Linked DNA regions of Sus scrofa: region 2 is linked to region 1. The links are chromatin contacts, called in public Hi-C maps. All regions are on one chromosome and are shown on one strand. The core of a region is the stretch at or near the end of the contact, and the rest is flanking DNA. Distances in the headings are between cores, read along the strand shown.

The links. Hi-C and Micro-C count contacts between places; a contact is called where the count stands out from the background.
Region 2: a contact with region 1 is called in a Hi-C map of liver, with 2.1 times the contacts expected there. The contact joins two enhancer-like sites. A contact is called at or near these places in 5 of 47 Hi-C or Micro-C datasets (liver and skeletal muscle).

What each region holds. Positions count from the first base shown.
Region 1 is chr6:108,798,873-108,806,237 of Sscrofa11.1, reverse strand. LAMA3 (laminin subunit alpha-3) reads right to left here. Exons shown (of 75, transcript XM_003482042.4): 71 at 5,908-6,067; 72 at 5,646-5,776; 73 at 3,765-3,858; 74 at 1,787-1,906; 75 at 538-1,015. The coding sequence ends at 870. Among named protein-coding and RNA genes, the nearest start is that of TTC39C, 57 kb to the left of the region's middle. Within about 2 kb of position 3,632, at least 1 of the 83 cell types and tissues checked has an H3K27ac peak or open chromatin away from gene starts, as enhancers often do. A contact at or near this core is called in liver, where this site is marked.
Region 2 is chr6:108,898,330-108,905,878 of Sscrofa11.1, reverse strand. All of the region lies in intron 1 of TTC39C (tetratricopeptide repeat protein 39C), which reads right to left. Among named protein-coding and RNA genes, the nearest start is that of TTC39C, 42 kb to the right of the region's middle. Within about 2 kb of position 5,703, at least 11 of the 83 cell types and tissues checked have an H3K27ac peak or open chromatin away from gene starts, as enhancers often do. A contact at or near this core is called in liver, where this site is marked.

The sequences.
Region 1 (7,365 bases), core at 2,383-4,882:
TCACAGACACGGCTCAGATCCAGCACTGTAGTGGCTGTGGCTGTGGCTGTGGCTGGCAGCTTCAGCTCCAATTCAACCCCTAGCCTGGGAACCTCCATATGCCATAGGTGCAGCCCTAGAAAGCAAAAAAAAAAAAAAAAAAAAAGACCCTCAAGCCAATGGTTTTATGTTAATAAAACATCATAAAGAGTACACTGCATTAATTTAATCCCATAAATCAAAACCTCTTCACATATGTAAAAACATGTGTTTTTTGTTTGTTTGGGTTTTTTTTGTCTTTTTTTGCTATTTCTTGGGCCATTCCCGCGGCATATGGAGGTTTCCAGACTAGGGGTTGAATCGGAGCTGCAGCAGTGGGCCTACGCCAGAGCCTCAGCAACGCTGGATCCGAGCGGCATCTGCAACCTACACCACAGCTCATGGCAACGCCAGATCATTAACCCACTGAGCAAGGGCAGGAATCAAACCCACAACCTCATGGTTCCTAGTCGGATTCGTTAACCACTGTGCCATGACGGGAACTCCAAAAAACATGTGTTTTTAAAGTGCTTTAAAAGATATTTATTTTTTAAGAAGTGGAAAATAACGTTCTTTAGAAGACATTTAACTTTTAGTGGAACATGCTATTACCAAAAAGCATGTAACAATTTGTTCATCATCTTCAAGAAACGGGGTTTTTATATAAAATACATATGGGGCACTGAATGCCAAAATGATGGGTGTGTGTGGTTGGAATTAAAAGTTAGATTTGCTATTAAGCCCCTCCGGATGGTGTCTGAAATCAAGAATGACCTTGAGAGGGGAGAGGGAGGTGCGTGGGGTGATCAGCGCGTTTAAGGGCAACGTCCTCGCTGGGTGATGAGTTTGAGTTAGTGGTCAGGACAGCCATTCAGACTGACAGTCCCCTGAACTTGCGTGGCTTCCGTGACAGGGATAGGAACGTGGTTGACTTGAATATTCTTCAGGCAGCCAAAAAAGGACTTCCACACAGGAAGCTTCAGGGTTTTCAAATTATCTGAAAGACAAAAGGTTAGGTGTTCATGCCTTATTCATACTGTCAAGTGAAGCCACTCCATTAAGAAGCAGTCTTATTAGAGCTAAAGGGACCCAGGGTCTCAGGCCACCCAATCATCTCCTACTTTAAGCAGGCCCCCAACACACCCCCTGCTGTGATAAAGCCCCCCGATAAAGCCCCCCACAAGGCTACTCTTCAAGTTCCTCAAAGATGGAGATTCCACAGCCCAAATCAGTAGATAATAACTCCGAACTCCAGTGCTTTTTATGGATCATGGAAGACCTATCAAAGTAACAACCAAATGATCTGGATGGACAGAAAACAATGAAGACTGGACAAGGCTCTTTCCAGACAAAATTCCAGTCTTGAAGTTGACTCCATCTCATCCTGCCTGATTTCCCCCCCATTCTGGTTCCAGAAAACTTAATACCTCACCGTAACTAAGTGCCGGAAGGGGAGAGATCAGTTTCTCAGGCCCTTTTCTGATTCTTGATGATATTAGGTTTCTAAGTTCATGCAGCCTCTGAAGAGAGGCTTATAAATTATAGGTTTGAGGCAAGAGGCAGCAGTAGCCACGTGGCCTGGGCTGCTGTGAGACGTGCCTGTTGCTGACAATCGGAGTTCCCCATAAGCTGGAAAAAGGGCCTCACTGTCTCCACTGTCCGGCCAAGGGCTGCCCTGATGACACCCTAGAGGCTAAGGCAGTACATCTGTCGGGTAAGATGGAGATGTTAAGAGCTGATGTGGGTGGGAAATCAGCACAGGAGTTACCTGGGACATCTCCGATGTGCAGGTGCTCCTTTGTGCGGGCAGGTGAGAAGGGGTGCCGTCCAGCTGTGTAGCTATGCTCCGAGTCTAGTTCCAGGTGCACGATGTGCTGTTTTATGGTGACTGGAGGGAGAGGAGGCAAGTCAGGTCTATCACCCAAGGAGAGGCTTCTTCGCTGTGTAATGTCTACACCTGCGTGTTCCCACTGCCTTCTTTCCAGTTCACTCCTACAGACCTGCAGGAGCACTGTTCACGAGAATTCTATCCACCTAGACACATTCAGCTAATTTCTTTCTTTTCTTTCTTTCTTTCCTTTTCTTTCTTTCTTTCTCTCTCTCTCTCTTCCTTCCTTCCTTCCCTCCTTCCTTTTTTTGCTTTTTAGGGCCACACCCGTGGCATATGGAAGTTCCCAGGCTAGGGGTCCAATCAGAGCTACAGCTGCCAGACTACACCACAGCCACAGCAATGCCAGATCTGAGCCAAGTCTGCAAGCTACACCACAGCTCATGGCAACGTCAGATCCTTAACCCACTGAGCGAGGCCAGGGATCAAACCCCTATCCTCAAGGATCCTAGTCATGTTCGTTAACTGCTGAGCCATGAAGGGAACTCACATTCAACTAATTTCTCAACACCAGGTATGTTTATGGGCTTCCGCAGATGTTACGGAATTTAATCCTTAAATCTGTGAAGAAGATTATTTATCCCTTGAATTTCCCAAAGAACAGACTGTGACTCTCCAGCATTGAAGAGCTTGACAAGACGGCTTGGTTGTAAGTTGAATGAGCTGGGATTCAAGCCCTGGTCTCTGGTCTCCCAAGGCCAGTGCGTATTTCACATCATTTCTGGTTCCTTCCAAGAACACACTGATTTTTGAAAACTGACTCCAAAGACAGTGGCTTTTGATGCTTCAAATAAAATTCCTCCCACATTAACAATCTTAACCAAATGCAATGTAGAGAGCTTTTAAATCATCCAAGAAAAGACTACTTTTTAACAAAAGGTTTTTTTTTTTCTCTTTTTTTTTAAGCCAGTAGAGGTTAACATACCTCCAAATTAACATACACAAGTTACTTGTAAAATAGCAGATCTGATTTTTTTTTTTTTTTTTTGGTCTTTTTAGGGCCACATGTGTGGCATATGGAAGTTCCCAGGATAGGGGTCAAATTGGAGCTATAGCTGCTAGCCTACACCACAGCCATAGCAACACCAGATCCTAGCTGCATCTTCGACCTACACCATAGCTCATGGCAATGACAGATCCTTAACCCACCGAGCAAGGCCCGGGATCAAACCTGTGTCCTCATGGATGCTAGTTAGATTTGTTTCAGCTGAGCCATGATGGGAACTCCTAGCAGATCTGGTTTGAGAGACTAAGTTTGTTCTCCTCCAGCTGGTTTGTCTAAATTATGTGCATTAATATTAAACGATTGTTAAAAAAATAACCCAACAATTTGGACTTTCACAATGGTAAGAGCAAGCATTTACTGAGCACTTAGTGTATACTGGACACCACTAAGCACCTTATATGCGTTGTCATTAATTTTCACTATTCTGGGAATAGTACACTATTTTTATCTCCATTGCGCAGATGAGGAAACTGAAGGTAAAGAGTCATCAAGTAGCTTGCCCAAGGTCTTCTCTCAGGTAAGTCCTGGAACTGAGATTTGACCTCTATTTTTTTTCTTTTTTAACTTCAGAGCTAAAACCCAAGTTACAATATTATGAAAACAAACATAGCTTATCAGTTCGTTGGGCTAAAAAAACAAAAACAAAACCAACTCAGTGTGTTCTAGAGAACAGGAGTCACAGATTGCTTAATTAGGGTTGGGCTTGAGAATGGACACGTTCCTACCACGTGAACCAGATGGGCTGACCCTGGACAGACCCTGATAAATGGATGAACTGAGGCTGCATTGGGGACATTCAAGTCTGCAGGGAAAGGGAGACTGTTTCAGTATGTGAACAACAGGACGTCATACCTGCCACTGAATGCCACTGTCCGTCACACAGAGACTGTTTTGGGGTGACTGATGTCAAGATCCCACCAGCCTCACTGCTCACAGAAGCCGTGACCTGCAACACACATACATTCTTCTATTTCCTTCAGAAAGGCAGATGGAGCCAACTTCCCCTGCCATCTTCCCTTCCCCGCTCTTGCATCCTGGCCCCCCAGGAGCACGTGAAATATAGGGACCCCCTCCCACACAGAGGTCAAGGCTTTGCAAGAATCTCTCTGCTGCATCCCTTCCAGGCAAGTGAGCTGCAACCCTAGGGCCCTGCCTGAAGTTGCTGCCAAATGTAAAGGGTCTTTCTCTCTGATTCTCAACTCTGCTCCCATCAGACCCAGCTCAAAGGTTACTGATTAGCATCCAAAATCTGCCTTAGTTATTAGTCTGTGACAGTAGTTCTGTTTAGAAGGACCCATAAAATTTGGAAGGCAAAGATGTTGCCTGAAGACTACACCCTGCTGCTAGGGGCAGCCAATTACCGTAATTCCATGAAAGTGGGACTATCAGGGGGTTCTCAGCCAAGGAAGTCAGCAAGCTAACCGACTGAATTGGTACTGGGCATATGTCAGGGGTCAGGCCCTCAACGTGCTATTGTGTTGAAACCCACATTCCCACTCTGGGCCAGGATTCTCCAAGGGCTAAATTAAGGTCAGTGAAATGAGAAGACTAAAATAAGCATGAGGATAAATAATTTCCATTTAATTTGCATGTCCCCAGAGTATGCAGCCTCTTCTCAGACAATTTTCAAGCTAAACAGTGTCCCTGCTGTGAGGAAGGTTATCAGGTCTTGATTTTGTTTTGGGGGGGATTATTTCCTCTTCAGAAGCTTTCATGGGAGACACTCCCCAACCCCTCCCCTGAAAAGCCAGCCTTGTCTGAACCCACCGTGAAGCATCGTTAACTGGCTTCTCTGGTCCAGCAGAGGCCTGCTCAGAGTTAAAGCAGCAATTTAAATATAAAGTGTTCTGGGAGTTTTGTCTCTTTTGTTTTGCTCAGAGAGTTTTCCCTCATGTTTAATAAACGGCGGAAGGAAGGAGGTGAAAGAAAATGGCACGTTATCCATCTTGGCCTCGAGACCTTAACTAAGAGAGACGTCCTGGAAGAATGTGGTTTTAAAGAGACTTTTTTGGAAAGGAAAGAGATAAAAAGTGGGGCTGGAAAGAAGATATTGAGGAGGCCCATGAGTCACGGGAAAGAGGAAGCAGAAGCAGCACACGGCCAAAGGAGGAATCCATGGAAAGCAAAAGGTCTGCTGGGTGGGGACCTGGTGGCCAGTTTGCTGCAGGGACCAGAAAAGCTGGTGAGTGGGGTAAAAAGGATACGGAGAATTTGAAACTGACCCAGCCAACACAGGGCCATGGACATGAGTGTGACATGGTGTAGACAGCTGATGAGAAGGTCTGTCCTACGAATTCTGGTACTGCCCTCGTGACTAAAAACAGAGATGTGACAAGGATGAAGGGGAGGTGAGAAAAATGAACCTTTACTGAGTATACGACAGCTTCTCTTCTCTTGACAAAAGCCCTTACACATGTGCATTATTCTCTACATTTTAAAGATAAAGAGAGTGTGAAAGAGGTTACAACCCTAGGGCCAGATAACTAAGTGATGCAGCTGGACTTCAGCCCAGCTTGTTTGAGTATGCCCAGTTTGAAAGATGAAGAAGAGAAAACAGGATGACCAAACCACCTGTTAAAGGAAAATGGCACGTTAGCCCTCAAGTCCCGTCTCTTAAATACAAGATTGGATTCCACTCTCCACCACAACTTCACCTACCATGGTCTCCAGGAATGGAATCCGGTTCGAATATAAACTCACATACCCCTCCCAGGTCATCAGATGGCTACGCACCTTCCCTGCCTCCAAATAAACACACAAATGCTCCCCAGGTTGACTTCCAATGTGAATGAGGATTCCAGTGAGACTTCTTGGGCGAATGCTGAAGACGAGCTTAAACTCGGGCCCCAGGAACACAGAGTTAGCTTTCACAAGAAAAATAAATAAATAAGTAAACAAACAAATAAATAGTTAAAACATCAGAATTCAAGAAAAGGGAGCTAGCTCTTCAGAACCAAAGCTATAAAGATACTAGGTCTTCCAGACTGCTCCTTACCTAGGATGACATGCCCTCCTTCTTGGGAAAAATAAATGCCTTTCTCCAAAGAGCCACCCAAGCAGGGAGACACCCCCAAGCTTGCAGAAGGGGTCTCCAGAGGCTTCAGATCCAACTGAAAGTTCCTCAGGCATCCCACAAAGCTGTTTTGGGGGAGGCTCTGCAACCAAGCAGAAGAGAAAGCCAACTTCATTACCTGCAACTCCCACAAATGCACGGGCAGCCAAGGTTAAGAGCAGGGCCTTGTCCATAAAAGTGGGGGAAGGAGGAAAGATTCATTCTTCCTGCTTCCGAGACTCTGGTGGGCTTGATTATTCCATTCTGTCTCCCCGCCCCCACTGCAGTGTCAAAAAACCTGGGTACCAGATGTCTGGTGGGTCCTCGAAGTTTGAAGGTGCCTCAACCAAGTGATGTGTACGCAGAGGGCAAGGATGATGGCCATCGCTATCCAGCATAGAAACAAGGGCACAGAGGGTGATTTGACCCTGGATCACTCAACCAGAGCTGTGATGGTGGAAATTTCCAGCATGCTGTTCACGGATGGCACCATCTCATTGCAGGTGCAAACTACTCCTTTGGGTTTCATGAGCCCGTGTGACAGCTTAACACAGGGCAGCTGACTGAAAAAAGAGGCCAAAACATTCCCAAAATAATAAAGTGTAAAAAAAGCTCCCTACATTGTGGGGCCTGGTGTACCACCACCAAGGTGCAAATGCCACAGGGTTACGATAAGACACAGGGTGCAGCATCAGTGGGATTACGTGGAGCCCTGCCCGTGGCTCCCTAAAGCTGGCCTGAAACAAGGGCTCCTCACCGGGGTCCCGGGGATAAGCTTCTGGGGTTCTGTGAGCCCTTAAGTTATATGCCAGAAGTTCTATGCATTTTCCTGGGGAGAGGGACTGTTAACTTTCATGAAATTCTCAGAAAAGTTAATAAAACCACTCAATAAAATCCTTCAACTCTCTTCTGGAGTAAATGGCTTTAGGACTCTGGAATCCTACCCAACAGATGCAAGATGATGATTATAAGAGTACAGTGGTATTAGAGCATGGAGTGTCAGCATCAACAAAGTACTGGTTGCACCTCCTATGCAATTTTTAGTTTCTTAAGATTTGCCACTGCAGAGTTCCTACTGTGGCTCAGGGGGTTAAGAAGTGTCCAAGGGGATGCGGGTTCAATCCCTGGCCTCGCTCAGTGGATTAATGATCTGGTGTTGCCGCGAGCTGGGGCGTAGCTCGCAGATGCAGCTTCGATCTGGTGTTGCCGTGGCTGTGGCGTAGGCCGGCAGCTGCAGCTCAGATTTAACCCCTAGCCTGGGAACTTCCATATGCTGCAGGTATAGCCCTAAAAAGCCAAAAAAAAAAAAAAAAAAAAAAAAAAAAAAAAAAAAAAATTCATGTACAGTCAAGAGCTCAGACTATCCAGGATAGGCCATGACCTAACAGAGAACCCCTAAAG
Region 2 (7,549 bases), core at 4,454-6,953, 98 kb before region 1:
CCTACAAGAATCAGAAAGGTCAAGTCACTTGTGAAGAACCCCGCAGTAGGGCCAGCTCAGGGCACACTGGGCTGGTTCCAACCTCCCTGCCCTCTGCACCAGAACAGATGTTAGTTTTCCACGCCACAGCTCCCCATCCTCTGCAGAACAGGTTTGCATAACAGGTCCCCTCTAGAAGGCTCTTTTCTGCCCCTTATCCTTCATCTCATGCCTTGCACACAGCAGGCATCCGACAAACATGAATTAGTGAAGGAATCAAAGATAGAGCCCTGCCTTGCAGAAACAGATGCATTTCAATCAAGAGCTGATCAGCCCGGCTTCCCCCATCTCTGCCCTTTCCGTGCTTCCAGGTTAATCACTGTCCACTTGAAAAATGAAAGAAGCTGAATCGAGAGCCTAGTGTTGCTGCATGTGCTTCTTGTTCTTGACTAAAATTAGGTTTCCGAGAGCCAAGGCTATTAATGATTCATGGTGCCCCAGCCTCGCCCTCAGTACTTCACATACCATCTTAACATTTAAGTGACAAATCGGCCCAATGGAAACATCCCCATTCCCCCCCGCTCCACCCCAGGTGAGGTCCTGTCTCTACAAACCCAGGGCACCTAGGCCCAAAAGACACTCGGAAAATGAACCACGGAAAAGCAGGTAGCCTCACACACTGCACGTTACCTGCTGTTTGTTGTAAGAGCTTTGTTTAAAAAAAAAAGTCACTTGTTTCCTTCATCGTTTTTTTAAACTCAAATTAATTCAGGTGATCCTACCTTAATTTACTTCATCTAAATCAATTCTGGCCCCCTACCTGTGTAACTACATCCAACTTACTCAATTTGGAAATTTGGAAATGTTTCCCAAGAGGCTAAGAATCAATACTTCAACACTGACGCTGTGGGAGAAGAGGCTCCGAGCCATGTCAGCATGCTCATCCTGGGAAGAGTAAACAGTGACGACATAGGAGCAGAGCGACATCTTATGCAAAAGTTGAGCATAAAGGTTAAGTATTAGAACCAAAGTACAAACCTTTCTAAACACCAAAAGATACATGAGAAAGGCGGTTGGGGGCAAGTGAACTACATGACACAGTGAAAACCTCACTGACTTAAAAGAAGGGGGGATATAAAGTCATACACATCCAAGCTGATGGGGGTAAAAAAAAGGTAAGTAAACAATCATGTTTTTTGTTTTGGCCACTCCCACAGTATATGCAAGTTTCCTGGCCAGGGATCAAATTCAAGCCATAGACACAACCTGTGCCACAGCCACAGCAACACCAGGCCAGCAATCAAGCAGCACCTCCACAGTGACCTGAGCTGCTGCAGCTGGGTCCTTAACCCACTGCACCACAGCAGGAACTCCTCTATCATGTTTCTAAATGGATGCTTACAAAGTGAGGGAAAGGAAAGAAGAAACAAGGATAGGAATGAATCTTCTTTGTATATACCTCTTGTTTTGTAGATCTGACTTTGGAACCATGAAAATACTGTATATCACAATATCATTTTATAATAATGCAATCCCTAAAGATCGAACATAAACTAAATTAAAAAAAAATTTTTTTTAGTCTTTTTAGGGCTGCACTCGCAGCACATGGAGGTTCCCAGGCTGGGGGTTGAATCAGAGATGTAACTGCTGGTCTACTCCACAGCCACATCCAACACTGGATCCGAGCCACATCTGTGACTTACACCACAGCTCATGGCAGATCTCTGACTCACTGAGCGGGGCCAGGGATCAAACCTGCATCCTCAAGGGTACTACTAGTCGGGTTCATTAACCACTGAGCCACAGCGCAAACTCCAAATGTATCTGAATGCAAATCCCAATGGCAAAATAACCACAGAGTACATAACTATTCCAAGTGACTTTAAAATGGCATGATCTAACTGCACATCCCTATTACAATACACCCTTAAAAACAGACCCCAAAATATTTCAAAAAATTTCTTTTCAGTAATCATATTTTTACCAGTCAGGTTGGTACTACAGCTGCTGGGCGTGTAGTTTATGATACAGCTATGTGTAAGTACGTTGGTATTTGCTGAGACCAAGGATTTTGTGATAGGAAAAAGGATGAAGTTAATTAAAAGCCTAGAAACAATCACCACCCAGTAGCATTCAGCATGATCTGGCACCCTCTCCAAATACATTAAGTGAAAGAGACCATAGCTCCTCAATTCAAAGCTCAAGCTCAAGGACAAGAAACTTTCAAAAGCCTGGTACATTTTGTTATAGCAGAAACAAGGAGGTTTAAAGACTACATTAGAGCTGTAAAGAGGTTCAAGGCAAAGATGAAACAATTTGATCATAATTAAGGGTACAAACAGCAATAGACTGAAATATCCAATGAGGTTAAACCCTAAGTTAGTAATACTTTTTAGTTAAAAACAACAACACATGGTGGATCTTAGAGAACCAATTCCTTATTTTGGAAACTGGTAAAAAGGGGAAAAGAGGAGTTCCCATCATGGCTCAGTGGTTAACCAACCAGACTAGTATCCATGAGGACACGGGTTTGATCCCTGGCCTTGCTCAGTGGGTTAAGGATCTGGCATTGCCTGAGCTGTGGTGTAGGTTGCAGACACAGCTCAGATCCTGTGTTGCTGTGTCTGTGGTGTAGGCCAGCAGCTACAGCTCAAATTCAACCCGTAGCCTGGGAACCTCCATATGCCGTAGGTACAGCCCCATAAAGACAAAAAAAAAAAAAAAAAAGTGAGCAGAAGTAAATAAAACAAGATTTCCCATGACTTGATTAAAGCTGGTTGGTTAGAACATAGGAATTGATTAAACTATTTCATGTACTTTGGAAAATACAGGATATTTTTCAAAACAAAAATTTAAACGTAAAAATGCTACCCAAAGATGATGTCTTTTGGAATCCTCTGATGAGAAAGATTCTAATGATCACTACCGTAGTTTGCTTTTTGAATATGAACCATCAGTAATTAAATGGCTTAAAATGATCTCTCTGTATCAAGAATCTCCCAATGGTAGGAAAATTATTGAAAATACAAAGAAGCAGGGATGGTCTGTTTCTAAATTTACAAACATTGCCATGGAAATGTAAAAAAGTTTCTCCAGCAGATTGAAAATTGAACTGATGAAGATTTTGTTTCTTAAAATACAGTGGGAGGGAATGTACACATTTGATTCTCACAGGAATATTTTTCCATTAAATGGACATAATTACAAGACAGTCTCTCACAGAATATGCTTCTTCAAATGTATTTTATCCCCCAGAGTGGCAAACGGCTAGAGCTGTTTAAGCTCTGGATTTTTCTGCAATGTTCTATATTCATAAAATGTTGCATTCTTAAAGAATTCTCCAAAATGACTTTTCTCCCCTTCAAATGTGTGGGGGGACTGGACTTGGTGTATTACTAAGGAAATCTGGGGCCATCTGAACCTCATCGGCCCATGGCAGTCATCCCTGTCTCACTACAGCCTTGAGATCTCAAATGTGGAGACTGAAGAAATAACCACATGGATTCAACCCCCGCCCTGCCCCGCCCCGCCCCGTCTCCGACTGCTCTTAAAAGGGCATTTTCTGTGACCCACGCTGTTTTAAAAATCACAGTACCAGAGGACTACAGGGGTCAACTTCATACAATGATCAATCAAGGCACCATTGAATGCTAAGACACCAGGCACCATTCCTCCAGAAACACTTTTCCTGATAGGACAAGTGATATCCTCTGGTCTGCCTAGTATCTCCAAAAATGGGCGTTAAGGGGACGAAACTTACTGAGTATATTTCACTTATCTTTCCAAGAGTAAAATAATGCCGACCGAAGAAAAAAGCTCAGTCCGTGAAGGTGATCACTGCAACACTGTCCAGAATAGGGAAAATCTGGGGTTAAAAAAAAAAAAAAATTGTCTATCTATCTAGAGAAAAGCTTCATGACACTGGATTTGGCAATGATTTCTTTGATATGACACCAAAGCAGAGGCAACAAAAGTAAACAAAGATGAAACAGACTACTGCAAACAAAATACTTGAATTCAAGAATCACAATCAGCAAAGTGAGAAGGCAACCTATGGAAATGGGTGAAAACATTGTAAATCGTATCTGGCAAAGGGTTAATGTCCAGACTATATAAAGAACTCCTACAACTCAATAACTACCTGATTGAAAAGTGTAAAAGACCTGAATATATCCAAAGAAGATATACAAGTAGCCAACTAGCACATGAAAAGATCTCAACATCACCAAAGACTAGGAAAATGCAAACCAAAGCCACGAGACGCCACATGATACCTATCAGCATAGATACTATCAAAATAGCAGAAAATAACAAGTACTGGCAACACGTGTTAGAAGGAGAACGCTTGTGCACTGCTGGTAGGAATGTAAAATTGTGCAGCCACTGTGGAAAACAGTTTGGCATTTCCTCAAAAAAAGAGAAATAGAATTACCACATGATCCAGAAATTCTACCTATGAGGATATACCCAGAAGAACTAAAATCAAGAACTCAAATAGATGTTTGTACGCCCATATTTTAGCAGCCTTGGGAGTTCCCGCTGCACAGTGGAAACGAATCCAACTAGTATCCATGAGGATGCGAGTTCGATCCCTGGCCTTGCTCAGTGGGTTGGGGATCCAGCATTGCCATAAGCTGTGGTGTAGGTTGCAGATGTGGCTCAGATCCCATTGCTGCTGTGGCTGTGGCGTAGGCCGGCAGCTATAGCTCTGATTCGACCCCTAGCCTTGGGAACGTCCATATGCAGCAGGTGCAGCCCTAAATTAAAAGGCAAAAAATAAATAAAATAATTAATTAAAAAATTGAGTAGCATTATTCACAGTAACCAAACGGTGGAAGCAACCCACGTGTCGATAGATGGATGAGCGGATAAACAAAAGATGGTACATATAAACAATGGATGTTATTTGCCCTTAAAAAGGAAGGAAATTCTGACACATGCTGCAGCATGAATGACCCCTGAGGACATTATACTAAGTGAAATAGCCAGTTCCATAAAGAAAAGGACTGTGTGATTCCATGTGAGGTACCCAGAGCTGTCAAATCTAGAGACAAGGGAGTCAAAAGGAGGGTATCAGGGGCTGGAGGAAGGAGAGAATGAGGATTAAGGGATAGAGAATTTCAGGTTTGCAATGAAGAGTTCTGGAGATGACATGCACACCAATGTGAGTGTACTGAGCACACAATTGTACTAACAGTGGTTAATTAAGATGGTAAACTTGATGTTAGGTATATTTTACCACAATGAAACATTTCTGAAAATGGAAGAGAGTCTACGATCGAAAAAAAATGACTCAAAATAACCAGATGGAATATTATAACCTAGAAAAATGCCTGACAGAATTTAACGTGAAAACAAAATCTCTGTGTACACTATATTCCAATATGCATAGGCAATAAAAAAAATGAGTATTTTTGTGAGGGCAATAAGATTCAAGGTGATTTTGTCAATTATAAATATGTGTACAAAGGGAATAAACAGTCACAACGAAAAGCTGCACTAATGATCATCTCACTTCAATAATGTCACCGGAGGCATTCTCGCCACATTTAGACACTTCTTAGAAAAGTAGATCATTTAAGTCAATTTACTTGTTCTAAATATTCCCTGTGATTTGGCTGTTGCTTTGATACAGTTTCTCAGCAGAACATACTATCCAGCCAACCAAACAGAATAATGGGGCAACTCAGCAGCCAAACAACTGAAGCCTCTTATGTGGGCGTGAGTTGTTCACTTAGTGACGAGCTGAGGCTGAGCTGTCCCCAGCTGTGGCCCAGAGCACCGCTTTCATCAGACTGACAGAGAAATAGCCCCAAAGAAGGAAAGAGAGGTACAGGAGTTTACCTCCCAACAGTCTGTTTTTCCCCAAAACAAATATAAATGATTCAGGGATTGCTTTTTGTTTTACCTATACAAGCAGTGTAAATAAGATTTTAAATGCATCTCTTTCAAAATGAAAAAGAAGAAAGGAGGCCAGTAGGACAAAGAGAACTACACATTTTCTTGCTATTTGAACTAATTCTCTTATTTAAAACTTTTCTTCATTTGGAATAGTGAAATCTTCCCTCTACCTAGCTCACTCTTCCCTACCCTGCTAAAAAAAAATAAAAAACTCTAAAGAGTTTAATTAAAGCTGAGTTAAAAACTAAAACATGCTGAAATCAGTATTACCTAAAGCCTTGAAATGTTTCCATGTCAAGGGAAGCTGACCACCTGAACGCAGACCTCACTTAATTTGTACTTGTGGTTTCTGAGTAGTTGGCTCAATTTTTACTGTCCTTTGTCTCAAGTTCTCTAAGTACCCTGTGCTATTGATAGGCAAGATGAACTAGATTCTTCTTCAATGAATTATGTTTTCCAAATACATTGATCTTACTTTTTTTTTTTTTTTTTTTTTGGTCTTTTTAGGGCTGGATCCATGGCATGTGGAAGCTCCCAGGCTAGGGGTCCAAAGGGAGCTGCAGCTGCCAGTCTAGACCATAGCCACAGCAATGCCAGATCCAAGCATAGTCTGTGACCTACCCGCAGCTCACAGCAATGCCGGACCCTCAACCCACTGAGCAAGCCCACCTGCATCCTCATGGATACCAGTTCGGTTCTTAACCCACTGCGCCACAACAGAAACTGCTGATCTTACTTTTTAACACCATTCAGAAATGGAAAACCATCCCAGTGAGCTACTTGGAGAATTCAATCCTAATCTTAAGATGCTATAGCAACAATGCAGAATGGCATGTCCAGCTGCCCATGCCCAAGAGCATACAGTTGTTCCCACTCACTGACTAAAGAGACTGAAAGATTTCTCTCTTGTTATACCATGAAAGCAGGGCAGAGCAGTGACTTTCTCTGCACCTCATTCTTGCACCAGGCCTTCACCAAAAATGGTTAAAGGCCATCTGCTGTGTGCAGAAAAGGGTCCTCAGAAGCGATGAGGGAGAAACCCTAGATCACAGGTCTAGAGAGAAGAGTGCCCTCTTCCCTCAGATGGGGGCCAAGGAAAATAAATGTGGAAGAATTTTTCTTGGCATGATTTCTAATTGTTGAGACTATTTTTTGCAGGTTTTTTTTTTTTTTTGTCTTTTTGTCTTTTTAGGGCCTCACGTGCACCATATGGAGGTTCCCAGACTAGGGGTCCAATCAGAGTTGTAGCTGCCAGTCTACACCACAGCCATAGCAACGTGGGATCCAAGTTGCATCTGTGACCTACACTGCAGCCCAAGGCAACACTGGATCCTTAACCCATTGAGCAAGGCCAGGGATTGAACCCGAGTCCTCATGGATACTAGTCAGGTTCGTTAACCACTAAGCCATGATGGGAATGCCAGTTCTTCCCTTTTTTAAGTGTCATTGAAGTATAGTTAATTTATAAGGCTGTGATAATTACTGCTATACAACAAAGTGACCCAGTCATACATATACACATATGTATACACTCTCTCAGATTCTTTTCCCACATAGATTATCACGGAATATTGGGTAGAGTTCCCTGTGCTGTACAGCAGGTCCCTGATGGCCAACGATTCCAATAGGAATACCTCAGTGTTTCTTGCCAACTTTGATTTTTACCTTC